2 separate regions of the Sus scrofa genome follow, and region 2 is linked to region 1. A link is a contact called in public Hi-C data. All regions are on one chromosome and are shown on one strand. Each heading gives the region's core, a stretch centred on a gene start, on an enhancer-like site or on the middle of the called end of the contact. The rest is flanking DNA. Distances are from core to core; before and after follow the strand shown.

The links. A called contact is a pair of places that touch in the nucleus more often than the background predicts.
Region 2: a contact with region 1 is called in a Hi-C map of fetal liver, with 1.8 times the contacts expected there. The contact joins two enhancer-like sites. A contact is called at or near these places in 1 of 5 promoter capture datasets (liver) and 2 of 47 Hi-C or Micro-C datasets (fetal liver and liver).

Annotation. Positions count from the first base shown.
Region 1 is chr1:84,721,206-84,724,691 of Sscrofa11.1, reverse strand. No RefSeq gene overlaps it. Among named protein-coding and RNA genes, the nearest start is that of FAM46A, 180 kb to the right of the region's middle. Within about 2 kb of position 1,876, at least 3 of the 83 cell types and tissues checked have an H3K27ac peak or open chromatin away from gene starts, as enhancers often do. A contact at or near this core is called in fetal liver, where this site is marked.
Region 2 is chr1:84,902,658-84,905,764 of Sscrofa11.1, reverse strand. It overlaps LOC110260709 (a long non-coding RNA gene), which reads right to left. Exons shown (of 4, transcript XR_002344049.1): 4 at 1-1,512. Among named protein-coding and RNA genes, the nearest start is that of FAM46A, 360 kb to the right of the region's middle. Within about 2 kb of position 1,399, at least 3 of the 83 cell types and tissues checked have an H3K27ac peak or open chromatin away from gene starts, as enhancers often do. A contact at or near this core is called in fetal liver, where this site is marked.

The DNA.
Region 1 (3,486 bases), core at 627-3,126:
TGGGCATATATTCAGAAAAATACTTTCATTGAAAAAGACACATTCACCCGCATGGTCATTATATCACAATTCACAATAGCCAAGATATGGAAACAAACTAAATGTCCATTGACAGATGAATGAATTAAGCAAATGTGGTACATATATACAATGGAATACTACTCAGCCATAAAAAGAACAAAATAATGCCATTTGCAGCACCATGGATGGAACAAGAGACTTTCATACTAAGTGAAGTAAGCCAAAAAGAAAAAGAAAAATACTGTATGATATCATTTATTTGTGGAATCTAAAATGCAGAACAGATGATCTTATCTAAAAAAAAAAAAAAAAAAAAAACAGAAACAGATCATGATCAATGGAAGCAGACTTAGGGTTCCCAGTGCAGAAAGGGGAGGAAGTGGGATGGATGGGCATCTGAGGGGTTTTTTGGATGTAAACTGTCATATTTGGAATGGATGGGCAGCGGGGCCCTAGTGTACAGCATGATTGTGTTTCTTTGCTGTACAATAGAACTTGAAGAAACATTGTAAATCAATTATACTTTAGTAATAATAATAAAAGAAAATAAAATGAAATGTAGTTGGTTTGCAATAGTATGTTGGTTTCAGGTATAATATATAGTGATCTGACATTTTTATACATTATGAAATGATCACCCACCATGTTAAGTCTAGTAACCACCTGTCTCCATATAAAGTTATTATAATATGGTTGATCATATTTCTTATGCTGTATATTACACCCCTGTGGCTTATTCATTTTTATATTTATACATCTTAATCCCCTTCACTATTTAGCTCAACGCTCCACACAACTCCCCTCTTGCAACCACTCATTTATTCTCCATATCTATGAGTATGTTTTCTTTTCTTTTGGGGGGTTTTGTTTTTGTTTTTATTTTTGTTTTAGATTCCACATATAAATGAGGTCATAAGATATTTGTTTTTCTGAAGTCTAGAAGTCTTCAAGTGGTGACCAACTGATTCTTCCCTTTCCTAAGTATGATATGGGTACAAGCTCTCTAACCAGTCCAATGGTATTATTCAAATTCAATGGTGTTTTTACTAAAAGGCTAAACTAGAGCCTCCTCTTGAAGATCTTCTAACAATAGTTCCTCTGTTACATTCTTTTATGCCCAACATAGCCACAATGTTTTCAGTTTCCTGCAACTGGATCCTGACTAATATACTTTCTTAGCTGTTTCTAGAAGTTTGTATTTTTGCTGTTATTCTTTTAACTTTGCGTAACTTGAGAATATATTTGATTAGCTTATGTTTATGGTTGTGGTCCTAATTAACATGATCTCCACTGCACCAAGCTCAACACATTTGATCATAATTGTTACAGTCTTTCACAGGTTTCCTGTTCCCCAAGTGTTTCCAGAATTCTTCAGTGTGCTTATGTGCATCAATGAATCATCCCTAGTGTTTTCCAGTGGATTAGCTGAGTTGGAAATTCTGAACTCCAGGACTCATTTGTACTCAGCGATGTTACTTTGACCTGGAACTTGGTTCATTGTTCTAAAGCCATTCAGCTGCCATTACCCAGGTGTTGGGAAAAATTAAGACCAACAACAATCTTTTTGCCTTGGTCGTATAAGCTAAAACTGTCACTTTAAAGTGCTAGAAATCCAGCAACATTTGATGCCATGAATTTGGAATCCATAATAGTACCGTAACAGTAGAACTGGAACTCAATTATGCCTTGCTGCCAGAAATCCATGTCTTGAGTCGTACAAAGTAAATTGTGCTAAAATGGAAAGTGATGTACTGGAGCTGAAGTGTTAGAGAATTCTTACAACTCTTTCCTGGGCGTACACATAACTCCTGGTTGACTAGCTCCGATGATTTCTAGTAGTGGCCTCCACAGGAGACTGGGAAGTATGCCCCAGTGTTGTAAAGAGTAGATTAGTCATGCAAGACTTTCATTGGCCTCTGCTATATCTGCTTTTGTCCAACAGCAAATCTGAGCCTGTTTACAGAAAAGATTAGGGTATCTCCTTATCTCCACAAACCTCTGGAAGGTCCTTAACCCAGCAAATAAATGTTCAAAAAAATACACAAATGGGGAAGCATGTAGCCTAGCTTAACCCACTGGGAGTTTTAAAGTTTTACCTTCAGTCTAATTAGAACACACAGTGTTCCAATTTCAGTTTTAAAAAATGTTGCCAGTTTTCTTTTAGAACTAGTTTCTTTACAGTGATTTTACTTGGAACACAGATCAAAAGTTTTTTATATCTGATTTTGCTTCTGTTCTATTTTTATTTCTACTTCAGAAATGAAAATTATTTAAAGGTTAGATAATGGTTATGTTTCCCATGTTTATTACCCTCCCACATTATTTTCATGTCATTTCTTTCCTTTTACTTCTGAGAACACTTTTAAAATATGTCCTCCATCTCACTCATTTCTTTTTCCACACATTTTCATTTTTTATTTTAATGCTTTAGTAAAATTCTTTAATCCAGTGTGAACTTTAATTCTGCCATTATAATTTTAGTTACCTCGCATGGATTATCTCAGTTACCTACTTTTTCATTTCATGTAATTCTCATTTCAGCTCAGTTCCCCCCCCTTTAAGTATTATGCTTCTCTTTGACAGGAATTAAGACTTTTTCTATTAATGCTTCATGCCTTAAATATGACTTTCTGGATCAGTATACCTACACCAACTTTCTTTTGATTAGTATTTGCCTATTTGTTTTTCCATTCTTTTATTTTCTACCATTCTATGTCATCACATTTAAGTTGTATACCTTAGAAGTGCCATATAACAATCATTTTATTCTTCTACTTGGAGTACTTAGTTTGTTTTTATTTAATGTTATTGCTGAATCATTTGTGATTTGTAATATTATTATTTTTTAATGTCCTGCCTAATTTATGTTAACTTTTCTCTCCTTTTCTCTCTTCTTTTGTATTAATCAAGTATCTTTTATTATGCCACATTCTGTTCACTTTTAGTCTGTTGTTTATAATATTGTATATTATGTATGTATGTATTAATTGTACATGTTTACATATCATGTATATGTATAATGTATATTTATATGTTGTAATTCATAAGTAACAGAATAAAAGAGATCAAACAGGATTTTTCCCCCCTTTTTCATTAAAGAATCATGCTTCTCTTTGATAGAAACTAAGATTCCTCTCATGTTACTGACAGTGTTTCTTCTGGGTCCTAAAGGAGTTTACAAGGTCATTCTGGTACTTTATTCTGCTTTCAGAAAAAAAAAATTAAGATTATTAAGATTTAATGATCTTAAATATTGTAAGATCATTAGATTTTTGGGGGAAGTGGTAAAGGTACTAATTTATACTAGACTTTTCTTTTGCTGGTTACACTATAAATTATAGCATGCCACATTGAATTATGAAAGAAAGCCAGTTATGATGATAAAAGGGCTTGTGCAACAGAAATATATAATTCTAAGTATGTGTGTACCTTATAGCCTCAAAATATGTTTTCAAAGAACCAAAA
Region 2 (3,107 bases), core at 150-2,649, 180 kb before region 1:
AACTACATGCTTTTTTCTATTGAAAGAATTTCCACAGTTACTAAACATATAGAATTGGCTTAATTCTAAAAGCTTTAGCCTGTGCTGACATGCTAGTATTTATACACAATTACATGTTCCCTGTACAGTTTTCTAGGAGAAAGTCAAGCAAAGCAGGGTGACTAAAATTTCCCAACTCCCCATTCTTAAAGCAAAGATCAAGTTAGAATATTTTAATATAAAAACTAAATAATAGTGTCCTGTGTTTATATGTAGTATTTTATAACAAATATCAAAGAGCTTAGTCTGGAATCGATTATTAGAAGCAAAAAAAATTATACTTGGAGGTTCCTGTGTGGCACAAAGGATTAAGGATCCCACATTGCCACAGTGGTGGTACAAGTCGCAACTGCAACATAGGTTCAGTCCCTGGCCTGGGAATTTCTTCATGTCACAGATGCAACCAAAAAAGAAAAAAGAAAAATTACATTTAGTATTTCATCTTTTTTTTAATGAATTTTGTGTTCACTTGGACTTTTAGCTGCCAGTAATAAGAGCATAGGTCAGATGTCAGACTTCCTACATTTAAGCCCAAGTTTAGAAAAAGAAGGGGAGGCAGAGAGATTTATCATATTTGAGTGTCTCAAACAATCCAAGGACAAATTTCGGCTGGTTCCGAGGATCTCTGCTTCTTCCTGCATGTTGGTTTCATCTCTCTCTAATCATGGTTATCAGTGGCATCAAGCTTGGGTTTGAACCTGGTGCTACCTATCACTGGCTTATTTTTTCCCGTGGAGAAATTATTTAATCTTTCTGTATCTTTTTGTTAATATATGAAATGAAGATAAAAATAACACCTACTTCCCTGAGTTGCTGCAAAGATTGCATAAGTTGCTTGCTCTGTGTAAAACACACAGAACAGTGCCTGGGATAAACATTCTATAAATGTTAGTTACTACTCGTATCGTAAGCTCACCACCAAAGCTTTCTCCATAGCCACTGATTTAGAACATAAGGCAAATGAAGCAGTTTAGCCCAAAGTCATTCGTTAAAGAATGAAGGCACCAGCACCCCAATAACATTTACCACCTATTTGAATCAGAAATATTAAAGTATCATATCAAGTATAAATCTTTTCATTTAAAGAAAAGATTCTGTGAAGGCCCTGGGTTCTAGAATTTTTGCAGAGCCACTCCACAGTGCCAGGCCAATGTTCTGCAGACACAGATGTCTTCCACGTAACTCTGGATCACAGCCACCTTGAGACTGCCCTGAAAGCTTATGGAAGACTAGGCGCCAAGCTATCTGCTGGCAGTTAATTGAAAGCCTAAGAAGGAAGCTAGGTGTTAGACAATAGGCATGTAAAATGGATATCTTGTTAGCTCTCACCTTTGGCCCAGAGTGATGAAATGAGGGAATAGGAAGATATTGAGCAACAAGCTGATATTTGTTCTGTTTTGTTTTCTTCCTTGTATGCCTCCCAGTGTTCTCTCTCATTGGTTCAAATCCTTCATTTCTCCCACTTAAATCAACCTGCAGGAGAGGCAAATGGGGCCTTATCTTGTAGCATTTCCAGTTTTCCATCCACTGTCAAAACTTGCATTGATCACATTTTTCAACCTTGAGCTTTGAAACTAGGCATACTAGAAGTATGGGAAAAAAAAAAAAAAAAAGCCAAACAAGTGAAAGAAAGAGTCAGGATGAACAGGTGAAAGAAAAAATAATTTTAATACTAGGGACTTTTGGGGAACTGCAGGGTTAACAGAACAATACTAAGGGAAAGAGGGAATAAAGAGGATAGTAGAGTTGTTGCAGGCTATTTCAAATGTTTCATAAGATTGACAGGCCTAGGTTTTGAAGGGAAAGTTATAAAATTAGCCTCACTTACAATATCAAGGTAAAGTTCTACCAGCCTCATATGTATTGATTTGTTTCACTCACAATAACCTTATACAGAGTACCTTCTCATTTCATTTAAAGATGCCGAGCCCAGAACACTTAAGTAAGTTTTCTAAAGTCACACAGCTTGTAAGAGGCAGAGCCACAACTTGAAAATCAGATAATCTAGTGAGCCCAAGACCTTTAACAGTACTCCTTACCACTCTGCTTTGAAAACTAACTGAATTAGAAGCTTAATTCTACAAAGCAAAACTCCGGTTTATTAAAGTAAATGTCATTAGGATCTTTAACAAAGTTCTATATCAGAATGAGAACAGGACCTACATGATTATATTTGCCAACATAAAAGGGGAAATAATTAGCTGTTAATATAGTACTTTATTGCAAGTTTTGAGATTAAAAGAATACTTGTGAAATACTTCTCTTATGTAAAGAAATAATACAGAATATTTTAGCCTTTGAGATTGAAAATATTCAACCCAACTAAAGATTCAGAGAAAATCTAATAAATTAAAAGAGAATATTTCTATGATTCAATAAAAAATTCAGCCCTTAAAGTAAAAGAGTAAAGACCTGAGAAGAATAACACGTAATAATGACTAAGTAGGATTTATCTCAGATATGGAAGTCTGGATTAAAAATCAGAAATATGTTACAGTGATATTTATAATTATAAATGTAAATTATAAGATAAATTATAGACTAAGAGTCTACAGTTAAAACCAATAACCAGCCTAATGCCTAACAATGAAAATACAAGAAGTGTGATGAACACTTGAGATTGTATTATAATTAGGAATTAAATAAAGATGCCCACCACGATATGAAAGAGAAACTGGTCATATAACTTTTGAAAATTATAGAATAAAGGTACTAGAACCCCACTATCACCCACCAATCAATGAAAAGCTTTTAGAATTAAGAAGATAATTTAGTAAATATGTTGGTTATAAAACACACAAATATCAACTTCTCTTTCAGAAAGCATCAATAAGACCTATCTCACAAAAGCAAACATAATCTTAAAATATCTAAGATTAACTTTCTTTAGAGTCCTGTAGGGGAAAAATTATAAAACTCTACATTAAGATATAGAATACCTTCATAACTGGAAGAAGATGCCAAATTCCTAGAAAGTAAGGTTGAATGTTTTGAATATATCATCTTATCTAATTAATTATGAATCTAATAAAAATTACAATGAGATTGTTTTCAGAACTTGATGAAAT